2 separate regions of the Sus scrofa genome follow, and region 2 is linked to region 1. The links are chromatin contacts, called in public Hi-C maps. All regions are on one chromosome and are shown on one strand. The core of a region is the stretch at or near the end of the contact, and the rest is flanking DNA. Distances in the headings are between cores, read along the strand shown. Region 1 overlaps ATP8A1 (phospholipid-transporting ATPase IA). Region 2 holds the start of ATP8A1 (phospholipid-transporting ATPase IA).

What was found. A called contact is a pair of places that touch in the nucleus more often than the background predicts.
Region 2: a contact with region 1 is called in a Hi-C map of skeletal muscle, with 3 times the contacts expected there. The contact joins the promoter of ATP8A1 here to the enhancer-like site in region 1. A contact is called at or near these places in 6 of 47 Hi-C or Micro-C datasets (epiblast stem cells, heart right ventricle, liver and 2 more) and 1 of 2 datasets of contacts at active chromatin or transcription factors (skeletal muscle).

The regions. Positions count from the first base shown.
Region 1 is chr8:33,587,192-33,591,008 of Sscrofa11.1, reverse strand. All of the region lies in intron 5 of ATP8A1 (phospholipid-transporting ATPase IA), which reads left to right. Among named protein-coding and RNA genes, the nearest start is that of ATP8A1, 48 kb to the left of the region's middle. Within about 2 kb of position 2,223, at least 2 of the 83 cell types and tissues checked have an H3K27ac peak or open chromatin away from gene starts, as enhancers often do. A contact at or near this core is called in skeletal muscle, where this site is marked.
Region 2 is chr8:33,635,070-33,638,886 of Sscrofa11.1, reverse strand. ATP8A1 (phospholipid-transporting ATPase IA) reads left to right here and starts at 1,588. Exons shown (of 39, transcript XM_021101159.1): 1 at 1,588-1,945. The coding sequence starts at 1,897. It also overlaps LOC100515559.

The sequences.
Region 1 (3,817 bases), core at 974-3,473:
TTTAAAGAACAAACAGATGAATAATGTAATGACTGAAATGAAAAATACGCTAGAAGGAATCAATAGCAGAGTAACTAAGGCAGAAGAACAAATAAGTGAGCTGAAAGATAAAGTAGTGGAATCACTGCCAAGTAACAGAATAAAGAAAAAGAATGAAAAGAAATGAGGACAGTCTCAGAGACCTCTGGGACAACATCAAATGAGCTAATGTTCACATATAGGGCTCCCAGAAGGAGGAGAGAGAGAGGGCCTGAAAAAATATTTGAAGAGATTATAACCAAAAACTTCCTAACCTTGGAAAGGAAACAGTCACTTCCTGGGAAGCCCAGAGAGTCCCACACAAGATAAACACACTGAGGAACACACCGAGATACATATGAATCACACTGACCAAATTAGAGACAAAGAGAAAATTTTAAAAGCATCAAATAACATACAGGGAATCCCCATAAGGTTATCAGCTAATTTTTTAGCAGAAACTCTGCAGGCTAGACGGGAGTAGAAAAATATATGTTAAGTGATAAAAGGGAAATACCTACAGCCAAGAATACTCTACTGAGAAAGGTTCTCATTCAGACTTGATAGAGAAATCAAAAGCTTTATAGACAAGCAAAAGCTGTGAGAATTCAGCACCACCAAACCAGCTTTACAACAGACACTGAAGAAACTTCTCTAAGTGGAAAAGAAAAGGCCACAACTAGAAACAAGAAAATTATGAATGGGAAAGCTTACTGGTAAAGGCAAACATACAGTAAAGTAGGAAACCATCCACACACAAATATAATATCTAAACCAGCAGTTATGAGAAGAAGCGAATATAAATGCAGGATATTGGAAATGCATTTGAAATTAAGAGACCAGCAATTTAAAACAATCTTGTGTGTGTGTGTGTGTGTGTGTGTGTGTGTATAGACTCCTACATCATGGAAAATGTAAAACCAAAATTCTGTAGTAGATACACACACACACACACAAAGCAAGTTGAACACAACACTTAAGATAGAATGTGAGCAAGATGAAAAGTGAAAAGTGGTATTTTCAAAACACTGGGTCCCAGACTGTTTCATAGGCACTGATGGGGAAAAAAAAAAAAAATGATTAACATGGTGGAAGTTCTTGCCACCTCTTTGCTTTCTCTGTTGAAGTCATCATAGCATCATTTTACTCTGCTCTGCCTCCTGTAAAGACAATACTATGTCCATTTATCACATCCATTACCCAAAGCCCCAGAGCACTGCTCTATTGAGGATACTCTGCTTTCCCTGGCCTTTAAACTTACCTTCATTTTCTCTGATTCTTCCTCAGTATATGAACTCCCAGTATTTAGTATACCCTCCTCCATGTGTCTGCATACACACTGCCAATCCCCATATACATTTGTTTTGGTGGTTGAGCTAGTTCTCGTATTAAATTGTATAGAGGCACTTTTTTTTTAATCGAAATGCTGTTATGGCTAGCATGCCAGTATTTCGAGTGGAATCATAGTTTCACATAAAATCACAATGTAGAGGCCTGGGGAACGTGGGTTCAGATGCAGACTTAAGAAATATATTCAGAATCTAAAAAAATTAAAATTAAAAATAACTCTTAATGAGGTAAATTTTATTTTTTAAAATCCCAGGTTTAGATATATTCCCTGAAGGATGGTATGTATACCTTCCGCAGGTGAGGATATCTGTGAGACACCTGTGACATCTAGCAGCTCATCAGTTACCTGATTAGATGCTGTAGTTGAATGAGGGCCACCATTTCTAGAGTTAGATTGTTTCCTACCTTGTTTTATTATATAGTAGGTATTAGATTAGAGTAAGTCTTTAATAAAACAGTTTTGCTGTTTTAATTTAATTTAGAAAAGCACAGTATGAAATCCTTTGTAACCAGACACATAGCTAAAAGCACAGATCTCATCTCCACCTGTTACCTTCTTCCTGAGCTACATCAGCCTTTTCAGATGTAGAGTCGAATTGGTGGCCGCTGATATATTATACCATAACATGGTTGCTTATGTCCAACTGGAAGCTATTTCACCTCTAAAGTCCTTTATGAAAAAGATGTTGAGTTGTATGGGTTGAATATGTTTTAGCTTGTCAAGCTGAAATGACCTACTAACAGAACTGAATCCATCTGGTTGTGTTCATTGCATGTGAAAGGACTTAAAATAGCTCCACTTCCCTGGCTTATTGAAAAAGTCAGTGTGCAATCTTTTTGTCTCCCTGGAGGTACATCTACATCTGATCCATCCATAGGCCTGAAGCTATATTCTGCTGCATGTACATCATTTACCTATAAATAGTTCTTGAAAAGTATTGTTTCCGTGAGCTTAAAAAATTGAGCACATATGTGGCCTAAAGAATGTTTTCAGATACCTCTAATGTCTTCAAATTCAAATTTAAAAATCTTAGGATTTCTTAAAAATTGAACTTGTTAGATATTTTCAGCAATAGCTCTGGATGAAGAGGAGGTATTTATTTGTGGGGAATTACAACCCCAGATTGTCTTTCATTTGTCCTATAAATAAAAGTTGCACCCAGAGGAGCAAAACCCTCTGAGGAAATTGAGAGCCATAGTTAAAGTGAAAGGAGGAAAACAGGTGTGACTCTAAGTTAGAACTTTTATTTCACTTCAGTAAATCTTATTGAATATCTACCTTTGTATAACCTGGTGCAGAAAATGCAAAGAAACTAAGCCACATTCTTGCCCTACAGGACATTAGAATCTGGTTAAGGAAGATAAGATTCTCACTGATACTATGATACAAGATAGAAAAATAATAAAAGCCAAATGAAGAAGTGGGGGATTTAGAAGTGTCATGTGAGAGGTTTGAAAAGATGTGTGAACTTGCAGTAAGCAGAGCTGTCAGAGTGGTTGCAGCAGGTGACCAAGGAGGCACTGGGAAGGCATGAGATATGTTCAGGGATTAGCAAATACTGTCATCCCTCCATATCCATGGGGGATGGGTTCCAGGACTCTCCCAATACCAAAATCCGAGGATGCTCAAGTCCTTTGTATAAATTGGTGTAGCAAGTGGTAGGTGTGGAACCCGTGGTCTATTTTGGCTAACACGGCAGGAGGCAGGGATGGGCAGGCAAGTTAGGATCATAATTTGGAAGCCTTTTGAAAACAGGGTGAAGAACTTGGGAGAGAATTATTCAGGGTATGGCTAGGTTCCCAGCCGTACTTGTAAATAAAGAATGTGACAGCTATATGGGGAGGGATGGGGTGAGTGAGGCCCAAGGTCAGACTGATGTTTGATTAATTAGGGAAGGGGAATAGGGCAGTGATGATGAGAAGACGAAGGAAGATACACGATAGAGCCAACTGGGCTTGGCAAAGGAGGGGAAACCCCATCCCCACCTAAAGCTGCTGAATTCAGAGAGGACCAGAACTGCGAACCCCACTAAATCCAGCATTTACAAAGTCATAAAATAGATAAGCAAAAAGGATTTACTGGTATAGCACAGGGAATTATATTCAACATCTCATAATAACCTATGGTGGACTATAATCTGCAAAGAAAAATCTGAATCGCTATGCTGTACACCTGAAACTAATGCAATATTGTAAATCAAATAGATTTCAATTAAAAAAAAAAACCTCATAGTTCTCAACTGGAGTTCCAATTCTAAACGGGAGAGCCATTGTGAAGCTGTGAGATCTGAAGCCTGGTTGAAGGGAAGGGTGGAAAGACTGGTGGGGCAATGGAGAGAGATTTTTTCTTTCAAGGAATTTCTCAATTACATAAAGAAAAAAGCAAATGATTCATGATTCTCAGGAGGACTGAAGGAAAATATTCTGAGAAAAGGAAATTTCTGGCCCT
Region 2 (3,817 bases), core at 339-2,838, 49 kb before region 1:
ACTTTCAACACTGATTTCTTTTCTTTTTTCTTATCCTTGTACTTACCCTTTTAATTTTTTTCAGACTCATGTTCATCAAGCCAGAGGGAGTCTGCTTTATACAAGGAGATGCTGGACCTGGAAGGAATAAAAAGGGCCAGTGATGATTATCCTAAAAAGTCTGTGTGCTCATTTCTTAGATAACCATACTCATAAATCAAGATCATCACTGAAATAAACACATGTATCTTGAATCCTGATTTACTCTGCAATGTTTCATGAACACAAGAAACACATTTTCTTTGTTCTAATCCTGGCCTCTGAATCAGGGCCAAGTAGAGTGGGTTCTTCATAAATATGCATTGACGGCCTGACTCAGTATTAACGTAGGGCAGGGCTCTGATTAGCAAATGTTACCTGCAGAAGGCAGAGGACATACCAGAAATGGAGATAAGATGCTATTAGCAGGTTTTATTTTATTTTGTTTTTCTTTTCTTGAGGCTTGGGGATAATCGCTTATCTCTCTATTCAAACTTTTCCCAATCTCTCCCTTCAGGACCTGAAGGCAGTTCACATTAAAGACCTTTTCCACTGGGTGCTGGAGGAAAAGCACAAGATGAGAGAAGCAAATTGCTTCAACTCAACTTACTCCTTTCCTGCCGTTTCCACTGCTAACCAGAACCTATATAAAACCTTATATTCTAACTTAAAGATGAAATTAGCAGTAAGTAAAAAACACTGTGCTTGTTTTGATAACATGCTAGATCTCTGTATACAAAATAAAAGGTAAAGAGGTTACAAATATCTCTAGGATATGGGGTAAATTAAAATGTTTATGGGATTTTATAGTAGGACCTCTTCTCTTTTCAGGTAAAACTACTGCTCCCAACTTCCTGCAATGTTTGACTAAAAGCAAAAACACAAACCACAAAAGTCTTATTTGAACCACCTGGCCTAATAGTTGATTTTAATGCTCGTCCAGAGCGTTGTCAGACTGCAGACCACGCACTAGCGAGACGCAGGAGGCCACTTGGAGGCCGGCCCTAGACGCGCAGGGGCACCGCGGGCAGGAGGAGCACCAGCGCCGAGAGACCCGGGCTTCAACGCCTGTTGCGCGCATACCAGGCGAGGAAACAAGTGCGACTCAGGCTGCAAGGGCTGCTGGAGGTGCGGAAAGGCTAGAATTTCACGAAGGCGGCGCACACGCGGTCCCTCTTCCACTGCTCGGGCAGGAACTTAACCCTTGGCTGCCCAGCCCCTTTCGCCCCTCTCCTGCCCTCTCACACCCAGCCCCACTTTCCAGACCAAGGGCCACTCCATTGTTACTTGAAGGTAGGGGGAGGGGATTGCGAGAATGCGGGAGCTGGAGCACCCCTTCCTCCCTGGCCAAGACTTGCAAGAATCAGAAAGGTGTTGAGAAAGGACCCGGAGAACCGAACCCGCGGGGTGGAGCGAGGGCGCCTGGGGTGGAGGAGACCCGCAGCGTCCCCATCCCAACCACAGCAGTGGTACGACCCAAGGAGGGGCGGAGCGGAGGGCCTCTCCAGGGTCTCTCCCCGCCCCGTCCCGCCTTCCAGGTCGCGCTGCCGCTGGAGCGAGTGAGCGCGCGCCCCGAGGATCCCTCCCCCGAAGATCCCTCCCCCGGCGCTGGCGCTGGAGCTCCGCCTCTCGCTGAGCCTCCCCCTCCGCGGGTGCAGGCAGAGCTCGCTCTGCTCTGCGGACGCCGCCGCCTTCGTTGCCTTTATCTTCCCCTGCAGATTTGCGAGGGCCGCGCCCCGCAGCGGCGCTGCCCTGGGCGGGCGGCTGGGCCCGCGCGGCTTTTGAGTGCTCGGAGCGGCTCAGCCAGGTCCCCCTCCCGCGGGGCGCCGTGACAGGTGCAGAGTCCGGTCTGAAGACCCACCTGCGGCGATCGCCGCGATGCCCACCATGCGGAGGACTGTGTCGGAGATCCGCTCCCGCGCAGAGGGTGAGTGGCCGCCGCAGTGCCGGGCTGCTTGCAGAGCGCACGGGAGCGGCTCGGGGCCAGCCTGAGGTCGGGCGGGTGTGTGTGTGTGTGTGTCTGTGTGTCTGTGTGTGTGTCTGTGTGTGTGTGTAAGTGTGTGTGTGTCGGGGAAGAGATGCCCCGTCCCAGCTCTTTACCCCAGGAAAGTCTGGCTGTTGTGCCTGGTCCCTGGTGAACCCTTCTCCCTGCGCCGCCTCCAGTGCCCTCGCAGACACCTTCCCTGCTGCAGAGCCCCGAAATTGGTGTCTTCGGCGGGATCCCCAGGGCTCGCTTTACACCGCAGCGTGACTCTTCCGTCTCTGTCACCCAGCGCTCTCGCCCAGCCCACCTCCCTTCTCACTAGCGCACGAATCTCTCCGTCTCCACTCTGCTTCTCCATTCCAGGGAACAGATCCCCAGCCGGCCGCCCACCTTTTTGCAGCCCCCACATCACGGTTCCCGGGAAAGCAAATTTGCCTTTCCCAGGCGGCAGGATCTTTTGATCCACAGCCCCTCGCCTCTCTAAGCGGGAGGAGCCTTATTTGGGGTTGGGTGCTCAGCGAGAACCGTGCATCACATTCTGCAGTTCTGCCTCCTGCAGCAACGGAGTCTTACCCAGTTCCCCTCAGGTGTCTGAGGTTTTGGTTTTCCCTTCGCTTGATACCTGCACTTTGGCCAGCTGAGCTGACTTTTTAGTAGGTGGAAGCTGTTTTCTTTGCTCCACCCAGGGCCAGCTGTTGAATGGCTGCACTTGTCAGCAGCGAGCAACAGATGCCCGAGGGTAAAGGCAAGTAAGCTTTTGAAGGACTGAGACTTTCTTCATCCTCTCTGAGGAGCCCTCAGCATTCTGCCTGGCACATGACAGTCACTGGGTAAATATTTTCTTCATTTTGCTTATGGCAAAACCAAGATTGTACAGATCTCAAGTTTTGTTTTCTTTTGTTTTTTTCTCCCCGAAGCCCATCCTTGAACCCTACAAAGGTTGGCATAGCATTGCTATCATCACTGATGTCCATCCTTCACCCCCAATCCCCTCTCCATTCTTTAATGTTTGGCAGGTGGTTTTAGGAAGAGATATAGAAGTTAGGAAAATTGGATTGCAGGGGTTTGAGATCGGCCATTTTATTATTTTTCCTCCTCGGAGACCCCGTGTTAAAAATGGGGGCTCTGGGCTCTGAAAGCTGTGATTTTCTGGTTACAGTACTTAGGAAATAGTGAAACTGCTCTGGGGAGAAGATCACACAAGTATCAAAACTAAGCTGTGTCCTACTTAGAAATTTAGTACATACTTATTATCATTTGTAACATAATGAAAATAGTGCACCTTTTAGATGCGCATTGAACAAATGATAGTGCTACTTTAAAATGTACACAGTAAAAAAGTGTCCATTCTTTTTTTACACTTCTGAGTGAAATCAGTTTTTTTTTCTTCCAGTTTTCTTGAGATATACTTGACATATGGCACATATAAATTTAAGGTATATGACATCATGATTTGACTTACATACATCATGAAATGATTACCACAGTGAGTTTCCATCCATCTGCTTATATAGATACAAAATTAAATAGAAAAAAATTTTTTTCCTTGTGATGAGAACTCTTGGGATTTACTCTCTTAACAAATTCCATGTAGAACATACATTCATATATAAATATATTTACCATATTGTATAGAAACATAACATCCCTAGTTTTTTTTTTATAACTGAAAGTTTGTACCTTTTGACTGCCTTCATCTGATTTCCCCTCCCTGCACCTCCCACCTCTGATAACCACAAATCTGATCTCTTTGTCTATGCGTTTGTTTGTTTTTTAAGTATAATCGACCTAAAATACTATAGTAGTTTCTGTTGC